Linked DNA regions of Zea mays: region 2 is linked to region 1. The links are chromatin contacts, called in public Hi-C maps. All regions are on one chromosome and are shown on one strand. Each heading gives the region's core, a stretch centred on a gene start, on an enhancer-like site or on the middle of the called end of the contact. The rest is flanking DNA. Distances are from core to core; before and after follow the strand shown. Region 1 holds the start of LOC103633177 (E3 ubiquitin protein ligase RIN2). Region 2 holds the start of LOC103633183 (asparagine--tRNA ligase, chloroplastic/mitochondrial).

What was found. A called contact is a pair of places that touch in the nucleus more often than the background predicts.
Region 2: a Hi-C map of leaf shows a contact between it and region 1, with 5 times the contacts expected there. The contact joins the promoter of LOC103633183 here to the promoter of LOC103633177 in region 1. A contact is called at or near these places in 4 of 25 Hi-C or Micro-C datasets (all in leaf).

Annotation. Positions count from the first base shown.
Region 1 is chr7:155,298,889-155,306,357 of Zm-B73-REFERENCE-NAM-5.0, forward strand. It overlaps LOC103633177 (E3 ubiquitin protein ligase RIN2), which reads right to left and starts at 2,526. Exons shown (of 12, transcript XM_008654863.3): 1 at 1,988-2,526; 2 at 970-1,047. The coding sequence starts at 2,200.
Region 2 is chr7:155,585,769-155,593,237 of Zm-B73-REFERENCE-NAM-5.0, forward strand. It overlaps LOC103633183 (asparagine--tRNA ligase, chloroplastic/mitochondrial), which reads left to right and starts at 3,597. Exons shown (of 15, transcript XM_020540738.3): 1 at 3,597-4,037; 2 at 4,544-4,612; 3 at 4,744-4,848; 4 at 5,275-5,382; 5 at 5,865-6,002; 6 at 6,580-6,657; 7 at 6,789-6,866; 8 at 6,963-7,031; 9 at 7,118-7,192; 10 at 7,344-7,427. The coding sequence starts at 3,693. LOC100283449 (beta alanine synthase 1) reads right to left here and starts at 3,341. Exons shown (of 6, transcript NM_001156350.2): 1 at 3,060-3,341; 2 at 2,324-2,431; 3 at 1,982-2,170; 4 at 1,667-1,894; 5 at 1,344-1,568; 6 at 604-1,241. The coding sequence starts at 3,191. The coding sequence ends at 879.

The DNA.
Region 1 (7,469 bases), core at 1,276-3,775:
CTAGCATTAACCAAGTTTATAGGAACAGTATATTAACATCTAAAAATATCAAATAAATGCATTATCGAAATATATTTCATGGTGTAGCTAATGAATATTATTTGATGTTGTAGATACTTATGCATTTTTCTATAGACTTGGACAAAGCTAAGGAACTTTGATTTAGGACAAAATGCTAAAATGACTTAAAATTTGAAACAGAGGGAGTATACTTAAATGAAAAGAGTTCTCATAATAAATCTAGTCATGTCGAGGTTGTGTTCCATCTATATAATTTTTCAGATATTGGATGGTCAAAATTAGCAAAGTTTGGCAGATGGGCTTATATTTGTGATCAGAAGAGGTAGTGAATAGCAAATTAGATTATGTTATACTGCAAATATACAAAAACACTATCAGAATGCACAACCATTCTGGCACATTTTATTTTTAGTTGGCAAAAAGTATGTTGCATTTTCTTTCAATCATGAAGTAGAAGTTCACTATCATGCATTCATGCCGTTTTAAGTCTCACGAGTTGTGTGTCATTTTATTAAGAAAGATAGAGATAACAAGAGAGGGTGGAACCCTCTAAAGAAAGGAAAATAAGAAACTCTGAAGTCACCTAATACCCATACAAAACACGACCACGACTAAGGGACGAGGCCTGCAGCATTAAGGAGGCTGCCTTGCAGGTATGAAGCTCCACTGCTCCAGTTTGACACCACAGACTGCCCTCTACTCATTAGGGCACTACATTGAAGTGCTACCTTGGCAAACATACATGATTGTAGAAAGTGGTTATGCACAGTACATGGATATGATGTTGACCTTTATACAAATGACAGACATTACAAGGTTAATACAAATTCATCAGTGGTATGTTCACCAGAAGCAACAAGAAACCCTCAGCTAACTCAGTGCCGCAGTGTGGGATTTTTTTCCTTAGGATGCTAAGCAGAAGGGCACAGAAAATACAAGAGAAAGTACCTTGTGAAGTACATAGTTAATGATGTGCTCCAACACTTTTCTGGTCTCTACAGAAGTTAGCTGAACAAAAAATATAGTCTGCATGGCGAAAGGAAACAGCATTAGCACAACCGCACCATAAACAATGGAGACGCAGAAATATGCTTGATATATAGGTAAATTGCAGAGTTCATATGTATCTGTATAGAGATTTTTACACTAGTAAAATAGCAATAAGATGTTCAAATGCTCATCTCCCATGTTGAATTCCATCGACAAAAAACTTAAATGTAACTATGATGCAACTGCACCCAACAATTTGCACACACTACAGACAACATTTTGGAAATGCTTCTATTGCCCCTGACATTTCTTTAATCCGCATTGATAATAAACATGACATCATGACTAGCACACCCTGCCAATACAACAACAGTAGTAGTCAATGGCTACCACCGCAGCAATCAAATCAAAAAACAAAACATGAAGCTATCAACTGCCAAGAGGAAATACCATCCAAACCAAGGAGATATGCATCACATTACAAGAACAAGCATTCATCATCCATACACACTAGAATTTTTAGGTTTTACAGTCAAATAGAACTGCATAAGCCATGGAATCATAGCTAGATGTGCACATTTGCACTCATATTCTACTACTATCTACATCAGTTAGCTCATTCAAACATTCCCTTTAAAGAGAAAATCCTTAGATTGCTAATTCAATCAACATGTTGCTTGTTGCTCATTCAAAACACCATTTGGGGAACCAACTCCTAAGTTCCAAATTAGGCAAATCAAACAAATCTCCAATCAAATTGACCCATCAAAGCAATAGACTAAGAGCCACTACAGAAGTAATAAATACAGCAAGTAACAAAGAACATGAAACACAGCTCAACACAGCTCAATGAGCTGACCAATCGTGCCTACACCACAACAATCTAATCTCCTTCATTGAAACTCATACCAGCATCAATCGTCTGGCACCCACGAAATTACGCCATATAGAGAAGGAACAAAGGATTCAAAGTCACCTTGAGCGCGAGGATGACAACGACGAACACGTGGGCCGCCAGATTCGCCAGGAGCGCGACGGTGACCCTTGACCGCAGCACGGCTCCAAGCCAGTCTCCATCCCCGCCGGCCCCAGCGTCGCCGTCGAGGAGCGAGGACGCCCACCACTGCAGAGCAGCGGTGCTTACCGCCGTGGAGGCGGCCGCGACGTAGAGGCAGTTCACCGTCGCCATGCGCCGCGCATCGGTCGACGCCGGAACGAGGCAAAACGGAGCCCTAACCCTAGGGGGTGGCTCCCGATCCTGAGCGCCGGAGGACTTTGCTTGGGGGGCGCGCTTCCGGCGCTTTATTCGCGTGGGGGAAAGGGGGCAGGCGGCGATGCCGCGAGCGATGGCGAGGCGAGGCCGAGGGGGGCGTCACGGCCTCACGGGAACGCGAGGAACATGGGGAGGAACAATCAAAAAACACGTGGGGAGGGAAGTGGATCCAAAAATTGTTGCGGCAGCGAGGGGTATATGTATTTCTACAGGATCAGTGTATTTTAACTACGGGATAGGCTAGATTAGGTATGTATTTCACCGGTTTTAAGGCTATCTCCACCGGTTTAACTAAACTCTTACCTATACCCAAAATAGGTAACGATAGACATAGTAGATATGTCCAGCAGTTTAACTAAAGTTTACCTAAAATACAGAGGTAGCCTATAAAGTCAACTGTCGGTGTGCTCGTCTCGAGCCTATTCTTCGTTTCGCCACTTCGAACCCGTCTCGGCGGCGACGTTTGAGCAAGAGGACACGGCCATCGCCACCCCCTTCGTCCGGCTACAAGGACGAAGGTAGCAACCAACAAGCGACGATCTCGTTCAAGTTCAAGCCAAGCAACGAAAGACACCGTCGTGGGAGATCCGAGAAGGCCTGACACCACGCACAGCAGCGGTGATACCAGGCGGACCAAGCTTGTGAAGCGCGGGCCGAATACTCGGTACCGAGCAAGGTGATTACATCTGCCGCCTCCCTGGATCCGTAGTTTGGCATTGGCAGCTATATTTTGTTTTTCCCCTTTTTGCGATGATCTAATTTGTGTGGCCCTGCATACGCATTCGTTTCGTTGGATCCGTTCAAATCGTAACATATTCACTACCCATCTGCCATGTTGTCCATACATAACTAACATTGGCATGTTTTTTCATATAAGCGTTTGCGCAGATCCATGGAAATACTCAAATATTAGTTCATCTGTTCAAATCATAGTCCCATGCAAGGGATGATATGCTTGTTGTTCATATTTATTTGTTGATCTACGCACATACAGTTCACATGAACCACACATTACTTACATCTGTCACACAAGTCCCATGCAACAGATTTGTTTGTTGTTCATTCGTGTTAAAAAATTGCATTACTACAAAAAGTAGTGTTCATTCATTAAAAGTACAAACAAATGAACCAATCAATTTTATTCTTTATTCGCGCCCAATTCTCAAGGTCAGTACCTGCCCTACCAGATCCATGTTGAACGTGCCCTACGACACCCTTAAATGGGTTGTGCACGAGATGGAAAGCCATGTTGTCGCCATTCGCAAGCTTGTGCTTGTGCCCAATCCATCTCAAAGAAGGTGTTGACAACCGAGATGTGTCCGGATTACTAGCTCAGATCCTAGAGCTGACAGATTTCATTGACAATGTCTCCATTCAATGCAACGATGTTGTCAATAAATTCAAACCGCAGCAGGAAGTGACAAGCGAAGACGAACGTGTTGCCGTCGAAATGGAACCCTTTCCAACACCTTCACCCCAGGATCTTGAGGAGCATTATGATTACTAGGGCATGAACAACAATAGCGACCAATCTATAGGGATAAACTAGAATATCTAGTTGTGGTCCTTTGTTAAGTGTGAGACACAATATTGTCTTTAAGTACATTTAGGTTATGACTTCTGTCATATGTGAACTTGTTTCTTATGTCGTACCTTGCCGAGCTATATATTCTAATCGTGCTGAACACCGATGGGAACTTTCTGTACTTCTTGCATGGACTTTATAATGTTTCCCCGATTAGATATTATATGAAATGATGAACTCGTTCGTTCAATCATGTGCATAGATCGGAAATGGATAATACCTTTGAAGAAATTGACGAAAATGTTCTAGAGGGCGTGCACTACACTCCTACAATCAACTTGGTCGATGACCTCTCTGCCTCAGCCGATCCAACTCATTTCACCCAGGTTTTGGAACCTCGTTTCTGTAATTTTCCATGTCTTCTGTGCATTTCCATTTTAAACACACACCTCTAAATGTGTAGGGAGTTCCAGTCGAGCTTCAATCTCCCCGTCCCCAAGGGTCGTTTCCTCGTACTAAAAAACTAGCGAATAAAAGGGCCGCTATTCGAGCCAAGAACTTCAGCACAGACGAGGATACATTACTTTGCTCGGCATATCTAAATGTGGGCAAAGATCCAATAGCTGGAACAAACCAAACCCTTGGGACCTATTGGAATAGGGTGCACAAGTTTTTTCATGAACACAAGACCACTCCCGCCGACCGATCCATATTTTCCCTGCAGCATAGGTGGGGACTAATTCAAAAAGAAACTGTGAAATTTAGTGCAATTTATGGTAAAGTATGCAGGAGGAGGAGAAGTGGACAAAGTGAAGATGACAAAGTATGTACCTTAGTCAATTACTCATGTTCATTACTTAATTTATATAAAATAACTCATGCTCATTTTGTATTACTCATGTTTTGCTTACTTTTACTCATGTTCGGTACTCATGTTAATTACTTAATTTATTACTCATGTTCATTACTTTTGTTATATGTTCCTAAGATTAATGAGGCTTTGACTCTATACGATGGTGGATCCGGAAACAGCTTCCAGTTCATGCACTGCTGGAACATACTTAAAAATGAACCTAAATGGACTACTTGGTTGGTGACAGGTGGTTACATTCAAAACCAAAATAGAACATCAGACGCAGAAGAATGCAATGTTGAAGTGGCAACCCCACGAGAGAGACCCATAGGAAGAGACCAAGCAAAAAATCAATGTAGTACACCTAGTTCATCGTCGCATTCTAATGTCTGTTTGGAGGTGTTGCAGAAGATATACATGGACCACCACAACTTCAACATCATGCAAGCAGAGTCATCGAACAAATAAGGGGAGGCCATGCAGTATTTGATGCGAGAGCAAGTTGACCTACAAAAGAGGATTGTTAAACCCAAAAAGACAGAGAAGCTCAGAAATTGATGCTCATGGACATTGAAGCCATGCCTCCTCGTGTCCAAGAACATTTCATCTTGAAGCAGGACCAAATTCTTGTCAAAGCAAGGGAACAAGGCTTGGACCAGTTGAAGTGAAGTCTACTACAGTTTGAGAGTTCGAGTTGCCTGAGGGTTTTTTTCATGTCATCGTATTTCATCCGTTTGTAATAATGTGCAACTTTCTGCACTTGAACGTCATGCGTGGACCTATTTTCTACTAGGTTGATGTTATCATGTGTGGACCTATTTTATATGTTTCGTGTACCAGTAATAAGTTTGATGTTTTCATGTGTGCACCTATTATATGTGTCGTCGTATTTTTAGTTTTATGTTATCATTTTGCAACTGCAACGAATATGTTTTGCATTTTGTGTGCGCATTTCCCACACATATATACTGGTATGAAACAGTGTGCTCTTTCAGTATCCAGGTGCTTGCATCTGACATAAAAATGAGAGGCACATGGTCTAGACACAGACAACAACTAGCAGCCACACACAAAATGAGAGGCATGTACACTGCGTCACTGCCCAATTGATCAAGCAAGTAAGCAATTCAGCACTACAATTCCATAGTTGAGGAATTCATTATCTAGGTTGAAATATATGCCTATTCCAATTTGCACATGGGTTGGACAACACAAGCACTCCGACTAGCAAACACAAACTTTGATTAATGATAGTCGTGTGTTCCCTTGCTTTGGTAGTTCCAGTTGGCACTAGATATGCTTTGGTAGTTCCAGTTAGCACTCCAGCTTGCAATTCACCGAACAAGAAATATGAATATCACTAGATGTTGGACGCCACAATGGCAGCAGCCTCAGTAGTTTCAGTTGGCACGACTCTGCATAATAACAATACTTTGGTTAGTTGACAGTCGTACATTCCTGCGAGTATGAACGAATACATATGCACAAACACACATGCGGTCCATCATAGTGATTCCACACATGATCAACGAGGTCATGTAATAGAGAGTTGTGCCCCTTGTGGCTGTATTTTCCTATGCATTTCCATTAGTGTTTGGATTTCGGGCACAACTTTGTCGGTATTGTACGAAGCCGTTGAACCGTGCTCATAGTCCTCTGCTCTCAACTGGTCCATGTCCCTTTCATAGTCGATGCCCATGTTGTGCAAGATAACAATGCAATCCACAATATACGTCAAGTCCATCGGATCCCACAACCTTGTTGGTCCTTTGACGATACCATATTTGCCTTGAAGCACGCTAAAAACACGCTCGAGGTAAATGCATCAGGTCGGAGTGATGCCAGATTAGTCGCCCGCCGCCGGACGACCTTGTGATTCCTGTCCACCTTGAAATTGATCAGGAATTTGGCATGGACCTCCTTGATTAGCTGCCTTTTATTCTCCTCAGATTCCTATTGATCTTCTATCGATAGAATTTCTATAGTTGGCTCGATGATGTTGCTGGGAGAGACATTGGAGTGATCCCTTGAACCACCCATTGAGGGCCAATCTGATAGTCCTCACGCCCCATCCCCATCGGAGTCGCCAAAAAGTGTGTTGGTGCCGATCTGGGTGTCAATCACTATGAGGTGTACCAACGGTGCTCTCTGTGGAGGCACGGACGGTCTGCGACCTAGGGTCGAACAATACACGACATATGGTAGGAGCAGATTCCTCTGTGCGTGTAACACCCTGAATCTGGGGTATACAATTTCTTTGCTCATATCATCAAATCCAGGTGTTACTCATCTTGTCTCTTTTCTCCTAATCCCCTTTTCCTCTTTTCTCTAGAAGAAGGATTGTTATTTTATTTGGAAATGCAATTATATTCTAGAAGGCAAAACCTCGAAGGAGTATGAAATGTTGCATCACGCTGAACCCCAAACCTTGTCTTATGGTTGATGCATATGCTTGATGTGCTTTTCTTTTATTTCAAGAATATTCCTTGAGTTGGAAATTCTAAAGAAAAAGAAAAGGGAAAACTAATCATAGAAAAAAGAAAAACAGAAAGAAGCCCGCCCCCATCCCCCCGGCCTTTCGGTCTAGTCGACCCACTCCACACAAGCTCCCGCTTCCCCTTCTCTCTCTGCTCGACGGACCCCACCCGCCAGCGGCTCCGCGCGCCCTAACACGTTTGCTGCTCGCGGTCACTGACCAGTGTGCCCCGTGCACTAGAAGTCACCCTGCAGCCACAAACGCCGCCCGCAAGGTCACCCGTGGGGGGCCACCCGTCAGCTGGACACGGCCGTTTCAAATCCGCCACGGC
Region 2 (7,469 bases), core at 2,347-4,846, 290 kb after region 1:
CTGCACAACAATCCACCTATCTATACAATTGGATGCTTTATTCTCCGCCACATATCAAACTTTACACGCTGCACTAGTTTTCAGGGGGGAGGGGGAGGAGTAACTATTAACTCTATCTGTGCCCATTCCAGTTGTAGGTGATGGACTTCCTGAAGAGACTAGTGAAAGTAGTGTTTAGGAGGTGTTTAGTTTCTGGAGACTAATTTTTAGTCATTCTGTTTAATTCCATTTTAGTTCCTAAATTATTATATATGGAAACAAAACTCTATTTTAGTTTCCGTATTTAATAATTTAGGAACTAAAATAGAATAAAATAGAGGGACTAAAAATTAGTCCCAAAAACCAAACACCCCCTTAATATATGCTGAAGATTTTAGGGTTAATTTCTGACAAAGAGGACTAGGGAACTGAACTGCACCTGATGTCAGTTCTATGGTGTGTAGCCAATCTCTTTATTGTAGCTTGGTAATACTACATTACTGAACTGTATGTCGTCATGTCAAATAATCCAAAGCATTCCATGCCAGTCAGTGCCATGAACAATAACCATCTTGAACTAATTAAGCATTATGTTTGAAGGAGTTTCTAAGTTATTCTCGGTGGTTTAAAGATTGTTGAATTTCTTCATCGAAAAATCTCTAGCAAATTATACAACAAAACAAGCATTACTGTTTCGAATATTGAGTAAAAGAAGCTCAAACTACACCAAACACATTTTTACAGTATGTGGAAATGTAAAGGAAAAAAAAAGAAAGAAACTTCCTCCATTTTGCATCTTCATCGTAGACATTATTCTGCTAAATGGTAAACCTTTTCCTGTTCATGTCAATACACAAATGACCTCCTTTTAAGCCCAAGTATCCAGCATACCTCAGTTTTTATGCCTTCTTATTAATCAAGGGATCAACAATGACTTGAGGTTTGAAATCTGGCTTCAAGTACTCTGAGAGCAAGGATGCATACATCTCATAGCGAGCAGTCATGCGGAAGGCCCACTTGTCTTTGATCTGGCGGCATAGGTTGAGGTCCATATCGGAGATGATCAAGCCATCTCGGTAGCGTGATAGAGATGGGGTGCAGGAGGCATCAGGTGCTGAGAAATGGCTAGATCCATAGAAATGGCCAAAGTCTGCGTGTTGCGGTTTCCCATCACCGGATGTGAAAGGATTAGGGAACACTTCTGTGCCAACCCGATTAATTGATCCAACGAAGTAGCTGTTTGCAATTGCGGCGTTCCTTGCCTGAAATAACAAAAAAATAATCATTCACCCCAAATTTTGCATATGCATTTATATAAAGAAATGTTCTATAGCGCACAAAAGAGCACATAAATTTTGTCTGACCTCAATGGGCCACATTGGTTCACTCAGTTCACCAACAGTCGCAGATGGGTTGAACACTATTTCAGCTCCATTGAGACCAAACGCAAGCCAATTAAGGGGATGATGTCTTCCATAACAAATGTTCACTCCTATTTTGCCATAAGCTGTTTCAAACACTGGATGCCCAGTGTTACCCTCCATGTAGTATGTGCTCTCATTGAAATCACCAACTCTTGGAATGTGATTCTACAGTAGCGTTTATTAAGACAATGTAAAAGCTTTCTGACAGAATGAAGAAATAGAAAATGCAGCCAAGGAAAATAAAATTGTAGCGATACACATACCTTTCGATGAATGCCAATTATGTTGCCGTTGTTTCCAATAACAACAGCAGTATTCCAAATAGTCTCCCCATGGTTTATATCCCTTTCAAGGATTGGGCTCACTATTACCATGTTATACTTCTGTGCAAGTTCCTGAAGGAATTGAGTAGATTCTCCATCAACTGGTTCAGCAAATTCACACCATCTTTTCTCGCGTGTGCAGAAGGCAAAAGGCATTGTCCAGGCTTCCTGAATTTGATATATGAATCATTAGGAACGATCTTCCTATTTAGAATATAACTCAATGTCCTGAACTGTATACGACGAGTTACTCACTTGTAAGCACATAATATTGACACCAGAAGCGCCGGCTGCATCAATTAGAGGTTTTATTTTGTCCATGATTGCCTTCTTTTGGTCAGCAAAGTGACAAGTAGTGGGAACAGCAATTGAGTTCTGAATTAGACCTACTCGAACAACTCTTGATTGCCTCAGAAACTCTTTGTCTGCACTAAAACGGAATGCCTGTAGCACAAGTAGATTTAAATCCATCAACCAATATAATTAGTTTCTGTATGATAGCTGCTGATGTCTAGAAAAAACATGCTACGTCTCTGCAATCACATAAATCACTTGACAAGCACAGTAATGAAAAATGGCAATTTATTATGAGTTAACCTGCAAATCAAAACTGTGTGTTTCCGCAAGAGTGGTTGTGGCGTCAGGCAGTGAGATAGCCTCAAGAGGTCGTGCACAATTCAGTCCCAGCAGCAATCGACTTGCTTCCTGTCAAAAGGAAAAAGTTGCCAGTATCAACAAAGTGAACCTAAATGTCATCTAGATATCCATATGATTACGACCCAATGAAACAGATCGAGAGTTGAGTACAGCAGGGTACAGTATTTACGATTCTGAAATCAGGCCATAGGTAAATTTCAGCTCCACCGATATTGCTAAGTAAACACCATTACATCTGAGGCTCTGTCTAGGAACAAAAGAGGACATGTACTAAATTCTATCGATTTTTTGTTGTTGGAAGAGGTACACAACCATCAGGCATCAGTATGAATATTATTACAATAAGCACGTTTATAGTCCACGTGATTACTAAGCTCAGTGGTGCAAAATAACCACCTATATGAAGAGAAAGTGACTAGTTGACCGCTTGATCGTTAATTGGGCCAATTCAGAGAACTAAAACTGTTCACAAACTTCCACCGTTCAACTGCCGGGGCAGCTGGACCACTCTTCCCGGTCGCAATTTGTTATCCAGTCAGTTCGCCCAAGCACGCCTTCTGGACTGGATTTGGATACGGCATCCATCCAAGAAGCAAGGAACGGGCACGGGCGACGGCACGGCGGCACGAATCTGAGCCTCCGCCTAGCGATCGATGGAATGATGGGAGAGCAATACCTGGAATAGATCGGGGGAAAGGTTGGCCTCCAGGAGCCTGTGCAGGGACTCGTACCCGCCGATCGACCCCGCAGGCGGTGGCGTCTTCCCCTCCTCCCCCTGCGCGACCCCTGAGCCGTTGCTGGTCGCCATTTCCTCTCGCTTGCGCGCGCGCGCCGGGAGCTTCTTGCCTTCTTCCCTCGGACTGGACCGATCGACTCGGGGAGAGGGAGAAGCGAGCAGGTCTCTTCCTCAATCAACTAGTGGGAGTGTGAGACGTCACGACGAAAAACATGTGATGTTATGTGATGATCTTGATTGGCTTCTTGCATGCTTTTCGGATGGATGATAAACACCAAACACCCAATTCCCATGTGATTTGGATTGACTTCAGCCTGATAACGTGTGATGCTGGGATGATAATACGATAATAATAAATAATATTGTACTTATAACTCAACAAAACAAAAGGATTCGTGCAAATAAAAAAAGTGGCACCTGTTAATACGTAACCTACAAAGACGGGTTACTAGAAATACGTCAATAGGCACAGGAGACACGTTAGCCCCTCGATCATAAACGGACGGCTCCTAGGCGGGGGAAGCAGATAGGCCCCGCCAAGAGCCTACCACACCTGCCACCGCCTCGCTGCCGATGTCGGCGGCCGCCGCCGCCCGGCTCCTCCGTTTGGCCCCGCGCCGGCTCCAGGTTCCAAAGGCCTCCCCGCTCGCCGCGATTTCGTTCCCGCTCCCGCGTACGACACCTCTCTCCGCTGCCTCGGGGCGGCGGCAGCGCTTCTGCGCCGCGGCGCAGGCCCCCGCCCCCGCATACGCGGCGACAGGGACGGCGGGCGAGGCCGTGGGGGAGTTCAGGAAGCGGCTGCGGGTGGCGGACGTGAAGGGCGGGGAGGACGAGGGCGCTGCCTGGGTGGGCAAGGAGCTCGCCGTGCGCGGGTGGGTGCGCACCTGCCGCGCCCAGAGGACCGTCACCTTCGTCGAGGTGGACGCTTGCGACTTCATTTTGCTATGGTTTTGATCAATTGAAATTTGGTGCTACAGTGATGCGCGTCGTTGGCAGATTTTACTTTTGCTGAAATGGGTGCATATGGTTAGCTGGGTGACTCTAGTGAATGTATCTATGTGCCTTGCTTTTGTACCAGGAATCATGCTATCGAATAGGATGCTCAATGAGCGTTTCACAATGTTAACAATGCCTTGATATTTGGTTAAATATTCTGAGTGATATAGTGCTGCATGTTTCAACTGATAGTGTATCTCTTTTGCTCTAGTAATGAACAACAAGACCCTAGCTAACATGTCATAACACTCTGGCTAAGGAGCCAGTCAAATCATAATGCTTATGCACGTCACAAAGGAATTTATGTTTATGGACTCAAGTAGCTCTTGTCTTCTGCACATGCATAGATTACCATCCAGAGGAACAGGCATTATTATTAATATTGTTTTCTTTAAGAGTCTAATGCATTCTAAAACTTCAACTTTTAGGTCAATGATGGCTCTTGCTTGTCCAATATGCAATGTGTGTTGACTCCTGAAACAGAAGGCTATGACCAGGTATTACGTTTTGCCCATTTTGTGAAGGTTGCAAGTTTATACTTTTGCAAGCTTCTCTTACACTGCATTGGTTGCAGTTTATAAGGCTATAATACATTTTATTTGTCATTATTTTCAATGATGGCTGTCAGATAGACTCTGTCACTACTGGAGCATCTGTACTAGTTGAGGGAGTTGTTGCAAGCAGCCAAGGCGGTAAGCAAAAAGTGGAGTTGAAGGTTTCAAAGATCACTGTGGTAATTATTCCAGTACTTCAGAATTACTTTTAGTTCAGGAGTTCCTGTGAAAGAGTATAGTCTGTAACTGACTAGCTTGTTAAGATGTCAAGAAATTTCTTTATGTTTCTGCATTTCTAAAAAAGTACAGGAATACTTATTTTGTAGTCAGTAGTTAGTTAATGTCTCATTTAATCATTTTGCATGCCAACTGTAGTCAACTGAAGCATCCTATGAGGCCATATTTTCTGTTGTTCTATTGTTTCAAGTTGTACACACGCTATGTAACTTCCTTTGCTGTATGCTATACTTAACTAATCAGGCCTCTACAATTACCTTTCGTTTGTCAGATTGTGGACCAAGAACATTCAGAGTCTGATGACCTTATTTTTTTGCGCCTTTATTTCTTGTCTTGTGCTAATGTTTATTTTTATTTTCTTTTTGCAGATTGGTAAGAGTGACCCCACATCTTTTCCTATACAGAAGAAACGGGCATCAAGAGAGTTCCTTAGAACTGTAGCCCATCTCCGTCCTCGGACAAACACTTTTGGTGCAGTATGTTCTACATTGCTGGGCCTCCTTTACTGGCATTCTGAGGACTTTAAAAGCTGCTACTTTGATATTATTTTGGTTCATTCTAGTATAAAGGCGCATAGATTCGTTAACCAAGAGATTGCAGACGATACATTTTCTTTCCTTCCATTACTCACTCACCCAGAAATTGGATGGAATGCCCTTTCTGTTTGTGTTATTAGTTCCATGTGTTAGCTTACAATTTTGTACACATATGTTAAATGGTTGCCCATTCAATTTTCTAGATTTTGGAGTCGTATGGTTATATTTTCCCCTTTCGAATATGGACCACTTGGACACTGACTAAAGATAATGAATTACCATATGTGCTGATGATCTAGTTACACAAATCTCTAAAAATGATATGGAATATGATTTTTACCCCATGTTTTCTTGTTCAGTAATTATGCAAGTTTCTCCTGTGGATTTGCTTACTGGAACTGGATATGTGTGTGCTTATTTAGGTGGCAAGAGTGAGAAATGCTCTGGCATACGCAACTCATAAATTCTTTCAAGACAATGGATTTGTTTGGGTTTCAAGCCCAATTATTACTGCCTCAGATTGTGAAGGAGCTGGGGAGCAGTTTTACGTGACTACTTTGGTTAGTTTTTCTTCAATATGTTTCTTTAGATAGACTACTTACGCTTAGAATTTGGTTGCTGTATAGAAAATGTTCTGCTCATCGATGTTAAACTGAATCTAGCCCATGTCTATGTTTACACAAGTATTTCAATTGGAGCCTATGCTCTGAATCAGAAACCATACAGCCTGACAAGCTGCCCAGTCCAGTTGTATCATTATTGGAGTGTACATGTTGCAATTTTTTACCTATATTGCTTACAGAACTTTCTTAAAGTTGCACCTGTCAAATATCCGGTGTATGGAAGTCCTAGAAATGGTATACCAGGTTTACTGTTAGATAAGGTTGCATGCTTTTTTTGCAGAATTGTAAATGTAAACATTGAAGTTATACCATCATTATCCCATATGTGTTCTAATGCATATATGTATAAGAGTATATAACTAAGTTCATGATTACTAGTGGCATTGTTGTCTTCCACAGAACTTGTTAGAATGATATGCAGCTGTCCATTTTGCCTTCTTGTTCCTTGGTTTTCCTTGTTGCATTCTGGTTTGATTTGAATGTATTTAATATTTTTGCCACTTCTATAATATAGCTTTCGAATAGCACCGAAGGTGGTTCCCTACTCAAAGATATTCCTGCGACCAAGGATGGAAGGGTTGATTGGTCACAGGTAGCCTTTGCCCTTGTTAGCATGTTACCTGAGTCAATTTGTTTATATCATATGATGCCCTATATTTAATGTTATTTAGTTTCTCTAAACTGTACAAGTAATAAAAATCTTGCCAATGTTATTTATGCTAGGATTTCTTCTGCAAACCAGCATTTCTGACAGTATCTGGACAGCTCAATGGTGAAACATATGCTTCAGCTCTATCTGATGTAATTCTTTTGCCACATTCATTTGAAACAGTAAACCCTGTTATGTTTGATAGCTTTAATTAGTTTTTTCATTTCCTCATTCATTTTTTTGTCCAGATTTACACATTTGGTCCAACGTTTAGGGCTGAAAATTCAAACACTGCAAGGCATCTGGCTGAATTTTGGGTACTTGAAATCCTCACACCTCTATCTTTAGAATCCGATTAAACACTGATTATTCACACTTTGCTGTTTCGTTGTTGTGAGTGAAGATGATTGAACCTGAGCTTGCCTTTGCGGATCTAAATGATGACATGGCTTGTGCAACTGCATATCTCCAGTATGTAGTAGGTGTCTTCCTCTACATTTTCATTTGATGGTCAAGTTTACTGCTAGCCATTTCTGCAGTGTTGTTTTTATTAAAGCCTCTTGTCTATTAAATTGGGGAAATTTCAAGCGGTGACTCACCTTTAACCTAATTAACGCTGTTTCATGCAGGTAAAGTATATTCTAGAGAACTGCAAAGAGGATATGGATTTCTTCAATACATGGGTTGAGAAAGGCATCATAGATCGATTAAATGTATAGCTCTTATATATAGCTTTCCTTTTTTATCATATCTAG